Linked DNA regions of Zea mays: region 2 is linked to region 1. A link is a contact called in public Hi-C data. All regions are on one chromosome and are shown on one strand. The core of a region is the stretch at or near the end of the contact, and the rest is flanking DNA. Distances in the headings are between cores, read along the strand shown. Region 1 holds the start of LOC100304325 (OSJNBa0059D20.8-like protein). Region 2 has its middle 19 kb from the start of LOC109941811.

Region 1 (6,755 bases), core at 2,053-4,552:
GTTTATTCACGTTGGCTTCGTTTCTATTATGTTCTCTTTGATTTATATAATGTAAATGAATCTAGTTAGTAATATTATTACTTACTCTTTATTGTTATTCGAAGCATTGTGCTATGATGAGTCATTTATGTAGTCGTTATGTACGTGAGTTCTGATCCTAGCACGTACATGGTTCGCATTCGGTTTGCGTTATGAAACCGAGTGTGACATAAGTGGTATCAAAACCTTGCTGACTGTAGGACCTCTAGCCTAGAGTAGCATTGGCTGTTTTAAGGACTTATTGACTGTTACTTCACCTCATCCTTGATGACGCTTCAAAATATTAGTCACATCGACTAATTATATGTTGTGCTCCTATATATCACCTTTCCAAAAGTATTTTATTCTAGTATGGTCTATACTTTTCTCAATCTATTAGATCCGATCTCACTCTTGTGCTTGCGACATCTTTGTAAGTGCCCCTTGACAATTACCTTCTAGTCTCTTGGGATTCGTCCCTCTTCCGTCATCAAATCGCTACCAATTGACAATCTATATTCCCTTGGTATTGACATACTCGTATCCCTAGATTCCTCAATTCTCTTGTCTCAAATACTTACCTCTGAAAACTTTGTTGCCTATTTAAACATTCCGGTTTATATGTTCACAACCTTCTTGTCTTTTGAGACCTTTTCCTATTCTGTTGTTAAGTCATTATCTTTCGACAATTTCTATTCCCTTGGTCTTAGGATGCTCGTATCCTTGGAATCTTGTATACTCCTATATCTTTATATATGCTTACCTTCATACCCTAATGTCTGTTTAAGACATTTTAATTAACATTCCCTTGATCACCCTTGTTTCTTAATGATCCATGAGCGATCATTTTATTTCGCACATCCTTAGTGATCTCGTTGTTTCCTTATAACTTCCCTCGGTAATGAATTTTTACCTCAACCATCCTGTTGGAACCTTACCTATCTTACCGTCGATTGTTTTCACCACTTCACCATTTCACGAGTCTTGCCTTAACTCTATCCATAGTTACGCTTTTCATTATTACCATCTTTACCCTAGTCACCTCTATATCTTTCCTTGATGTTTTATCTTATACATGCCCTTTCAAATCTCATCTCTTCCATCTCAATCTTAGAGTTGCATTTTACATATTTTCCCTTGGTCGTACCCCCTTCTTCGTCACTTGCGAGTTTTAAACTCCAGTCTTTGTTGTGCTTTTGTTTGCTATCTCCTTTACTTTTCTCATCTCTCGATTTTACCTTGGTGATTACATTATGTTTGTTATCTAAAATCTCCAATCTCTCATCTCAGTTCGAGAGTGGTGTTTTACTTCTCCCGCCTTTGGTCGTAACCTCATCTTTGCCACGTGCCAGTCTGGCCTTAGCTCCATTCTTTATTGTACTCATGCCCTTGGTTCTCCTGCACATTTATCTCTTACACTGCTGTCTATTATCGCCTTTAACCTTTGTAATATCTATATCTTTACCTTAACGCTTACTTTGAACCTAACTTTTAAAGCCTTCTCTTTTCCATCCTAGTTCAAGAGTGGTGCTTTACCTATCTCTTTCGTTGTGTATGTGAGTTCTAATCCTGGCACGTACATGGTTCGCATTTGGTTTGCGTTCTGAAACCGGGTGTGACATTGTCTTACAGAAAGCACTAACAAAAGCACAAATCTGGTCTATAAGCGATAGGAAGTACACCGTTGGCTTACAAGCTCTTATATGTTTACTAAAAGACATTATGAAGTAGAAATATGTCACTTTGTCAGCACTATAAAGTATGAGTATTTAAGGCTTTTTCTTAATTTGTATGAAACATGAAACATAACTAAATGTCATATACAATAATGTCATGTTTGGTTGGCATGTTCGCGGGTGCCAGGCTCGCGGCGGCCTGGCGGCTAGGGAAGCTCTCTCCCCACATCTCCACGCGCGCAAGCAGACACATGAAAAAACACCCAAGTTGCATCTACACGCGCAGGCTGGCATCCAAGCGTTCAGGTAACCAATCACCGGTTTGCATGCGGTCAACGCACGACATGAGCTTGGACGGGGCGAGCACGACAACCAATCACGCCCTAAGTTTCTCCTAACATCCTGTATTATCTAAGCCAATAGCTTTGTGTTCAAGCTTGTATGCAAAGAAGCGACTATTGTTCTTGGCCTATATAGTTCATTAAGTGTTATTTGAAGTGTGCCTTTGGACTCCATTAAGTTAATTAGATCAACCTAGATAATGTAACATATCACCATTTTTTGTTGTGTTGAATCTGGATGACACATGTCTTCTTGTTTTGCATAGTCGGACATCACATGTTTTTTGTGTGGAAAAAACGGTTAAACATCTCAATTATGTTTTTTCTAGAAAAAGGGTTAAACATCTCAGTTATGATAACATAGAGTACATTGCAACTTAACAATGACATCTTTATGGTTAGTATTGTTTTATTTAAATAAAATTTATTTATGTGATATATAGAAACTATAACAACACATGAGTACTTAACTAATAGTTTTATAATTAGATTATATTTAATATTTTTAACCAGCATCAAATGTTCGATATAACAGGAATTAAAATTTAGTTTGTTAAACTAAACATTGCCTTAGCTTTGGAGGAACGCAAAAAGGTCCAAATAGAAACTCGAAGCCACCACCCGAGTCCCGAAAACTAGGGATGGCAACGGGGAAATCCCCGTCGGGTTTTGGCTCTCTATACTCGTCCCCACGACAATTTTTTTTCCCGTGGGGATCCCACGAACTCTTGCGGGGGGTATTTCTTCCCTATCCCCGTTCCCCGCGGGGATAAATCCCCATCCCCACTTAAATTATAATTATGACATACTTTTTTTATTATTAATACAAAACATTGTCACTTATACATATTGTTAGATGTTAGTACTCATTATGTGCACATCAAAATAAATATATTTGTATAACGAGTTATATCTTAATAATGTGATTATTTATTTTTATCATGATATATTACAGGAAAACATTATCATATATAAGTTTAACGGGTCCCCGCGGGGAACGGGGAATGTTTTTCCATCTCCGTCCCCGTTTACCCATCAGGAGAGGATTTTTTCCCGTTTACATCCCGCGAGGGGAGAACCTTCCCCATACCCATCCCCTAATAGAGAAATTCCTTAGGGCTTGTTCGGTTACACCAATCCATAAGAGATTTGAGAGAATTCCCTCCGAAGATTGAAGAGATTTAAATCCCTTCCTAGTTATTTTTGACTAAGAGAGGATTTAATGTCCTCTAATCTCTTTCTGGATTGGTCACGGGAATGGGGGATCGGCGCCATTGCCGTCTCTACCGAAAATCCAGACAAAGCACGAGCTACGCACGCCCCCGCTGCCTCCTTTCTGCCGTCCCAACGCCGCCGGAGTCTGTCGCCACCGTCGCTGCTCTCCCGCCTTCACCGCGCCCAACTCTCGTCCTTGCCTCCCCTGCGCGCTTCAGCCGCTTCACTCCCCATCGTTTTCGCCTGGCCAGGTAGACCCTCCACCTTTCCTTTCCGTTACCCATTTTCTCGCTCAAGAGCCACGGCTCGATCCAGATCCAGCTTTCCTTTGACCGAGACCGCGCCTGCCTTACGCCTCCAGTAGGATTCTTCGCCGTCCTCGTCCCCACTGGGCGTCGCTGGGTCACGGCCAGTCTAAACTTTTGTTGGATAGCCTCTGCTACCGGCTTTAGGAATCATAACGCTATACCATAGAGGGCTAAGACTGTCTCCAGCAATATTCCTTAAATTTTATCCTCTCAAGGAATATTTATTACACACTCTAAAAGATCTCGTACTCTATATTTTCATAGTCTCCAGCAACATCTTATAAATTCGGTCCTCTACAGTTACAAATTTTACAATTTTCATTGGTCGCTTAAAAGCAGTTCATATGTTAAAATACACTACACAATACATATTGATTTTATGGCGAAAATAATATTATTACATATTTAAGAAAATAATGTACCGGACATTTGTATTATAATTTGTTTCTCAGTCGTATATGCAATAAAAAAATCCTTTCTATGCGTCCAAAAATGAACTAGGGACTAATTAAAATAATTACATTTTATAACCTATATTACTAACCGTGCTTCGATACACAAGAAGCTATCGGACCTTGTTTTCTAAAATAAAATCATATTGGACATAACATCGTTCATGTCTGCTGCTTCGTAGACATTTCGACGAGCACCAACCAGGCGGCCACGCTGCACGTGTTCTACCTGTTGTTCGGTCGCACTAGCCCGTGCTCGGACGGTGGCGGCGAGTACGACTTCGTCTGCTTTGTGGGAGGGAGCACCGGTGGGAACGATGACGAGGTCGTCGAGCTCATCGTCGCCGAGAGCTCCGATGACTTTGACGAGCTGTCAGGAGGTGGGCCGAGGGATGTCGTCTGGCTGTACGCGCTGGTGTGGCGGGAGAGGCTCCCGCCACTGGAGGCAGACGACTCCTCCGTCTTCACGACATCGCAAGTCACGAAAGGCTTCAAAGCTTCTGGGCAAGCGCGGGGGAGAACGGAGCGACGAGTCGTGGGATAGAACAGAGCGGCGAGTGACTTCCAAGCAAGCGCGAGAGTGAACAGGTAGGCGGCGACGCGATAACGAGTCCACCACATTTGGCGGACGACGAAGGCTCGCTACAATTTACCGGACGCTTTACTGGTTCTTGCTGGAGACGTAGCGTACACCTTCGTCCGCTATATTTAGCGTATAGAACATTTTAGCGCACTTTGCTGGAGAAAGCCTAAGAGGCAGGTCGTTGGATGCTAGCTGCCAACTGGCTATGCTCTGACATTGAGTTGAGGTTGATAGACTACACCAGTGATGTTAGGGATGGCAACAGATCATATTCAGACTGGATATTGCAAATATCCACCCACAATCATATCCGCGGTTGTAACCAATATCCGTCCGCGACCATACCCGCGGGTAGAAATTTATATCCATGCCCGTGCCCATCGGATTTCAGACGGGTTTCAGATATCCGCTAGATATGACAGACACAATTATTTTCGACAATTCAGTAGCATAATTAATTAAATTTCTTCCCAGTTCACCATCATACACAATTAAAAACTTAATAAAAGAATTATTATGGGTCTCCGGGCTGCGGCCAGGGGCACTAGAGCTTGGAAGGGACAGCCACCAGCTGTGTTGTGGCCTATGGAACTTGGAAGGGGGTTAAGATTAGAGCAAATGTCCCGGCAAATGTCCCGTTTGGCTAAAATGGACTAGCTGTATGTGTGGTTAAGATTAGAGCAATTGCTTTTAATTGGCCAGGTATTTATTACTAGTAGAGAGCCAAGTTTAGCAATAATCCAAGTTATTAACCCATATAGTACTCCCTTCAAGAGGAAATACCAAATACCATAAATATAATCATCATCATTAAGCATCATCATAAAGGTATCCAGAGTAATTCTAATCAAAGGAGCTTCTAAGGCTGCTCATAACCGTGAGCACGGCTGATATACCAGTTTCTAACCCTCTACAGAGGTTGCACACTTTCCCCACGAGTCGTGATCACTTTTTGCCTCAGGTCGATCAAACCCTCGAACACTAACAAGTTGAGTCGGCAAGGTTTCACTAAGTAGCCTTTACAAAGATTCCTTAGAGGTCATAGCCGCCCATTAGGTTTCTCCAGTTTGATAAACACAGTACCTCTCCCCACAGGAATGGGTGACTAACAAAAGCAACACGAAAGAACCTCGACACCCAGCCTCGGCAGAGCAAGTACTGTGCTCGGACCCTATTGACGACACGACGGCGAAGCCGACTACACCTCAAGTTTCTCTAATTAATCAGCTAAGGGCGTCCCATACCACCCTCATGGTTGTACTGTTTTCTCAGGTGGTCATCCAACGTACAGGTCATTACGGAGAGGTACTCGAGAAACAACCCGAGCCCCTAAAGTATCACAAGTTCATCATCATAATCAAGATATCATCATTGTATCATAAATATTTTCATCATGTTCATTAATTAAAGTAAAACAATAGCATAATACTAATCATAGTAACCAATTCCCAAAGGATAACGAAGGACAGAAAAAACAGAACACTAGTCAATCCTTAGGTTGATCATGGTATGCGAGACAATGAATTATAAAGTTAGTAGGACATAATGGGTCAGAGGACACTTACTCCCCCCCAAGGGAGCAGAGATGCCTTTCCACCATGCCATGAAGTCCTCTTCACCCGGTTGCGGTGCCACACCAGCAAGCCCAACCCATTGGAGAAGGATAAACCAGAATTGTCGAGCGAAAACGCAAGACAACAGCAGATGGTTGATCGTCTCCTCCTCCTGGTCACAGAGGACACAAGCGTCGGGATGGTCGACTCAGGCTGGCCTTAATTCCATAGTGATCTTGGGGGCGTGGTGTCTTTGGAAGCATCGGAATGATTGTGTTTTCAATGGGATGAGTCCAAATCTTTCTGCTGCCTTAGCCATGTTTGGAAATGATATTATGCTTTGGAAGCTGGCTGGTGCCAAAGGTTGGTGCCAAAGGTCTGTAGCTGCCAGATGTTTGCTACCTAAGTGATATTGTGTTTCATGTGTGATTGTGTGTTTGGGGCTGTTATGTTTGTCTATGTTTCTCTCCTCTTGTTATCCCCTGTAATTCTTGTGTGGCCTCTTGGCTATGACTTTTGTGTTTTGCTTCTTCTATTAATATAAAAAATACGCAATTCTCTTGCGTATTCGAGAAAAAGAGGACACTTACTTTCACCAAGTTGCTGCTC
Region 2 (6,755 bases), core at 2,760-5,259, 83 kb before region 1:
TGTCAATAATCCAGCTAGAGCCCTCGGATGCATAAACCTGCAAGGAATTTAAGCTTGGGTTTTAGGTACCCAACTCTTGTTGGGTCCTACAAGGTTAGTCACAATAACTTTTGGAACCCAAATACAAGTCTTGTCTCCCTTGCATTTGGATCCCAACTTCTTAGCAACTACTTTTGTGTTCTTACATGAAAGTACAAATGAAGTATTGCAAGCATGATAAATGGTAGAAGGTTCATGGCACATTCTCCTACGAGCATGAGACACAACATGATTTCTCTTAGGCCTACTTCTACCATGAACAAAAGTGGAGCTAGAGGCAAACATAGCATGTGAATCATTAAAAGCAACATGAACATAACTCTTATTATAATGAGAACGGCTAGCAATTTTATTATCATAAATAAAAGCATGGTTCGTTTGAGGACTACTCGCCATAGGGGCCTTCCCTTTCTCCTTGTTGGGAACGGGAGTCCTTTGGCTTGTTAAGTTCTTGGTTTCCTTTCGAAAACCAAGTCCATCATTAATTGAAGGGTGTCTACCAATAGTGTAGGCATCCCTAGAAAATTTCAATTTATCAAAATCAACCTTGCAAGTCTTAAGTTGGGCATTAAGACTTGCCACCTCATTATTTAATTTAGTAATAGAAGCAAGATGTGGCAGCCCTCCCAAGTTATCGGGCCCACATGCACCAATCCTTGCCTTGATGACCTCAGATGGCTCTGCACGTATACCATGTAACTTAACAAGGCTATCACGAGTTCAACAACTTGAACTCGTCATCCCAAGGATCTCCCACCATACATGCATATTACAGTAATCACATTCGATATACACACACTTCGGAGATAAGAGCGGAAGACTTTACAAAACGTTCTTTTTATTTCTAAAACTGAAGGTTATTATATAGGAAGAGTTACATTTATTACAAGTCCTGATATACTCAAAGTGCATAACTTATTACAAAAGCAGGAAGGTAGGAACCCTCAAAATCTTATACATAAGCCTAACTAATCTTCCTCCAGAACTGGAAACGCCCTCCAGCCTCGGGAACAATTATAGTACTCCTCATCACCTACAACAACATGGGTTCGAAAACCCTGAGTACGGAGTGTACTTTCGCAAGTCTTACCCGACTAAGGAAAAAGACTCTCAAGGACATGCTGGATTTAGGATTCAAGGAGAGGCTCTTAGCAAGAATCAACTTAGATACTTTTGCAGAAATAGCTTACTAAAGTGAGTCCTTACTTTCAATATTTTAACGCCAGATTAAATATTAATAGACTCTGGTTGCACCTAGTCTAATTTCACCATCTCATCAATACAACATCATTTTTACTCATAATGTTTACATCTTGACTTAGGTTGTAGGGCAGCGATCAAGTCTCCACTCTCCGAGGATATAACGGTGATCTGAATCGATTTACTCAGCTGAGGATCTCTAACCACACGACATATGTTTCTCGTAACTCTTGCATATGTCTACCATTCCCATGGATCCTCCACTGCATGAACAGGTCCGCGCCACCCGAGAGCACACCACCCCTTTTAGGCGGTCCTTTGCCAGGAGGTACGTGCCACTCTCGCTATCTCTCCACTCCCAGTGCGCGATTGTCTTTTCATGTATGGAATAGCCGGGTTCTCCCAGTGCGCGATTGTCTTTTCATGTATGGAATAGCCGGGTTCAAGCTTACTATGTCCCATATCCAGGGCATGTGGCTAGTTAAGATAGTCCTTGATCATACAGACCTACATACGCATCCAATCCTTAATTAACCTGGGTAGAACATCACCTGTTCCTAGCCCAAGTCCCGATTTAAGTACTTCCATCCTTAGTATTGTTTGTGTTCCTAAGGATGAAAATAGCATTATAGGGAACTTTGCAGTAAGATCCCACCATGCTCCCAATGAAAATATTCTTGCAGGTAGAGACCATCCTTCCTCAGGATAAACCCGAGCTAGGCATAAGTGCAAAGGACAAACTCTATCTGCTTAAAAGCAGGGCTAAGCATTTTTTTGTAAATCATATTTTGATACTTCACCAGAAGTATCTATAAAAGGAATGGATTTCAAGGTAGCCAATGCATCAAAGGGTTTCCAAGCAACTCCTATAAACCTAATGCACCTTCACTAGACTTAAAGTGTGTAAAAATAATTTAAAAACACAGAGAAGGGGTTGAATGCACCGGGGCTTGCCTTATTGCAGTGAAGAGGTTCTAGATCTTCTACCCAATAACCAGTTAGATAGCTCCATCCACTTGATGAACAGGCACTGGAGCAAACTTCTCTTCCACGACCACTTCATCTTTAATTTACACTCCTTCTGCTGGGAGCTCTACATGAAATGATATGAACATGAATGCTTATGCTTCTTGCAAATAAAATACTATAAAACATCACAAGACTATACTTTCTCTCAAAGGTGTAACCAAACACAAAACAAAGGATTTACTAGCACAAAGACTCTAAATACTCTAATAACATAACCAAACTCTTCAACCATGCAAGGGACCATGTATCTATATCCAAGTATTCCACCAATACCTTAAGCAAGGATCTAACTCTCTAACATTGAACCCTACAAGCTATGGCTATCAAGAGACTAGAACACACAAAGCCCCAAAGTAAGGAGAAAAACACTGGACCATAGTGATAGTAACTGAAGCTGGTCTGCATTGCACATGTCTGACAGAGCTAGTTAGGACACCATAAACTTCCAAATTTATATAGTACCAAGCCAAGCTTCCACAAGTAAACTTGCTTACTAATACTTGGTCTCCAATTTTGCTACACAAAATATATCTCCTAACTGCACAGAACAACACCAAGGAAACTCCAATGTTGAGCCAACATACTGAAATGTCCAATTTCAGATGTCTGGAATAGCCTAACATCAACCTGACAGCCTAACTTTGAGCAAGATTTACACCTAGTTTTGTATAGCTCTAAGGTCAAATAGCTTAATCAAGTTTGTGCTCCTAGAACAGATATACAAGGTTGCTATAATGACCAACAACTAAAGACTCATGGATTCAATGCTATAATGCTTCAAAGCTGACACCATTCATTGCAACCAGTTTCAGTTAACTGAAACAGACACCCATTAAGTCTGTCGCAAGGATTTGTAACCTCATTTACTCTAATTTTCACATAAGAACAAATCCAACACTTTATATGAAACTTGTTCTCCTTCAAATGTTCTTTTACTGTGCTATAAGATTCTTAGTCCAAAACCTTGTGGACTGATCACAAAGTTGCTCCAAACTGGGCACCAAATACTAAAATTTCAGTTGGAGTTAACTGAATTCAGTTTAGAGAAAAATAAGCCTGACAGCACACCTTTAGGCACTAATTATTCCCAGCTCTAAGTAGTGTCAAGGGCATAATCTTCACCAAACTTTACTACCCTAACACTGGTCTTCAAGTTTTCTATAGCAACTATAGTCTAAAACTACTCAGATTGGTCACAAAATACTTCCAAACTGAGCACCCAACGTTGCAATTTCAGGTTTCAGTTCTGAATAAAAATTGAGGCCAACAAACCTGACAGTCCAAGTTCTCGGTGGGTGCATGAAACTGCTTGGGGAAGACGCACGTTGGCTGGTCGACGATGAAACTAAACACGGCGATGATTTGCGGTGGCGCGACTACATTCTGGCTACTGTGAGGTGAAGGGGCTGGTGGCCAAGGTCACTACACAGGAGGACGATGTCGAGCATCTGTCTTGAACAAAGCAACTGGGCGACATGAGTGGCTGAAGAAGTTAACACAGGTATAGAAGAATGGTAAGGCACAGTGAGCAGGTCATGGAAGCTACGAGAGCACCACAAGGTTCAGTTCTAGGCTTCAACTGTCATGGCAAGACATTACAAGCAATGGGCTATTCGTGGCTTTAATAGGACTTATCACATGGGAAAACAAAACTAATATGCTCCACCTCCCTACTGCATGACCACCACGCAAGGGCAAGGCACAGTGGAACAGCAGTGGTGGCCAAAACGCCCAGGGACAGCACACCACCAAGCAGACAGACAGCTAACACATAGGATAGAGTTCACATCTCCAATCCTATCCTTGGGGTGATAAGGCTGTGCCAAGTTACCTGCCCCCAGCACAGTTCTTTCTTATCCTCAGTTTCCCCTAGAAGTAGATGGAGTCCGTAGTGGCCAGTGATATTTTCTTCAGATATTTTTACTCCACCCTGAACTGCTACTGCTCGACAGCCCATCCAGATTCTTCCCCTCTGTCCACTGCTCCACAACAGTCCGAATTTGGATATTTCCGGTGGGGAGAGAAGCCACTAGCACCTAGGCTAAGCCTTATCTCTATTTAAAACTACAAGTGCAATCACAGGGAGACGAGATTCTTCTTCAATTTTCCCCAATTCAGACTCTGGTTCGCTGAAACAGCACTCATTTCTCCATTGCACCCTCCCTGTTCAGGCCCTCTGATCTCCCAATTCTTCGCAGCAACAGACCACTCTTCCTTAACCAAAATTATTCTCTAAACATAGTTCTATCAGGTTGCTTCAACAATCCCATGTCGAAATTACCCAGAACAGAAACTGCATAGGCTCAAAATGAACCCAGCTCCCTGAATATTTGTTTCAGTTAACTCAAACAACCCATAGACAGCCTGACAGAGGAGATATGGGTGCATTTTACTCCAAAGTTTATACAACACCATGTCCATCTCACTTTAGGATACTTGTTCCTCATCACATGGTCTCCAACTTTGTTATATAGTTCCTAGTCTAAAACCCGATGGAATGGTCACAAAAGTGTTCCCAAACTGACACCACACACTGCAAATTCAGTTTTCAAGCAGCTGGATGAAATTCAGTCTCTGCAACTGAGAGTCCATTTTTGGGCAGTCTTTACACCACTTTGTGTGTGGGTTCAAGCCCAACTCACTTAAAGGAAGTTGTTCTATAACAAATGGTCTTCAAACTTGCTACAGAAACTTCGGTTTAAAACCACCTAGAACAGGCACTACACAGCTCCAAAACTGCACTAAAAATATTGATTTCAGACTTTCAGTTCTGAATAAACTAAGTCACCAACCACCTGACAGTCAAATTTTGAGCAGCTGTTACTCCAATTTTCGTATAGGATCATGTCCATCACCTTTAAAGAAGTTGTTCACCAATATATGGTCTTCAATTCCTCTACAAGCATCATACTCTAGACCCTACTTAATTAATCACAAATGATCTCTAAACTAGGCATCCTGCTGTAATTTCAGTTCTCAAAACTGAACTAAGTTCAGTTGAAACACTGTCTGCCAGTCCAACTTTGAACAAGTTTTTCTCCATTTTCTGTGTGGAATCAAGTCAAAGCCACTTTAGTAGATTTGTTCCCTATCATATGGTATTTACTTCCTTTATAAACATCACAGCCCAAAACCCTCTAGATCATCCACAAACAGGCTCTAAAACAGATATCAAAACACAGAAATCTGATTTCAGACACTGTTCACAATCTGAAATTCAAAAGCCTGACAGCCTCACTTTGGATCACCTTTTTCTCCTAGTTGTATATAGTTCCAGGGCTGTGAAACTTAATAACAGTTGTTCTCTTATACTTATTCTACAAGTTTTCTATAGTGGTCATTAACCAAAACCTCTTGGATTCCAAACTACAATAGCTCAAAGTTTGCTCCAATTGCTGAAATTCAGACTCTGAATTCTACCAAGTCTGAAATCCAGAAACTCTGTTAGCTCTATTTGGATTAGTTTTTCTCCATGTTCCATATAGATTTAGGGCTCGGCGACTCAACCAAACTTATACTCCTCATGTAGCTCTATAACTTTGTTATAATGACCATCTTCAAAATGGTTCTAGATCAGAAGTTACAAGGGTTCAAAGTTGACTAGTTTATATTATTTTCAGGAATTCCAAAATGAACCCAAAACTGAATTTTTGTGAATTACTCCAATTTTCTCTATAAAACTTGGAAATCTCCAAATAAGAAATTTATTCACTTTTACAAGCTCTACAACTTTGGTATATGAACTTCTAACCAATTCTTACTGAATTTTGAATTCCACTTTTGGGCTAGTTTAGGGTTTCAAATGTGACTTCTTCTCATCTAGTGATTTACCAACTCAATCCATACTCCTAAAAGCCAAGTGACTCTCCTTAATCTCAAATCCAACTCTAGTATATCAAGCTCATGTCCAAAGTGTCCTTGGTCTAGAATTTGCTTTATTACTTAACCATCTCTTCCAAGCAAAGCTCAAGTTAAGGTTTGGAGTTATTCCAGCTCCTTAGTGCTTCTTCCACTTGACCTATCTTTGGAAACAAGGTTGCTATAGACTCTAGGACTTGCCTTTAGCACTCAAAGACTCCAAGTCAAATTGTTACTTGCTCAAGGGATGACCTACTCCTGATAAGCTTAGGTCCTTAACTAAGTCCTCTACTCTACACAGCATCACCTTATTGTAAAATTTTGGTCTAGTGAATGCATTTTAGGTGTAACAAGCAAGTTAATGCAAATGCTTATGATGACATGTCAGATTTTTAGTTCACGTAACACCAGAGGTGTTACACAAGATGTTCATCACAGGCATCAAAATTCTTACATCTATTACAAATAACAACATGCTCTACACATGAACTAGTTTAGTTAACTTCCTCTAGATTAACTTTTAATTCATCATATAACTTCTTTAAACTAGAGACAAATTCATGGTAAACAGATAACTCAGAAGATAGCATTTCATTTCTCTTAATTTCTAAAGCAAGAGATTTTTGAAT

What was found. Hi-C and Micro-C count contacts between places; a contact is called where the count stands out from the background.
Region 2: a contact with region 1 is called in a Hi-C map of ear, with 1.7 times the contacts expected there. The contact joins the enhancer-like site here to the promoter of LOC100304325 in region 1. A contact is called at or near these places in 5 of 25 Hi-C or Micro-C datasets (ear, leaf, root tip and 1 more).

The regions. Positions count from the first base shown.
Region 1 is chr8:84,038,820-84,045,574 of Zm-B73-REFERENCE-NAM-5.0, reverse strand. It overlaps LOC100304325 (OSJNBa0059D20.8-like protein), which reads left to right and starts at 3,302. Exons shown (of 6, transcript NM_001165766.1): 1 at 3,302-3,501.
Region 2 is chr8:84,122,240-84,128,994 of Zm-B73-REFERENCE-NAM-5.0, reverse strand. No RefSeq gene overlaps it. Among protein-coding and RNA genes, the nearest start is that of LOC109941811, 19 kb to the right of the region's middle. Within about 2 kb of position 4,009, at least 4 of the 20 cell types and tissues checked have an H3K27ac peak or open chromatin away from gene starts, as enhancers often do. A contact at or near this core is called in ear and root tip, where this site is marked.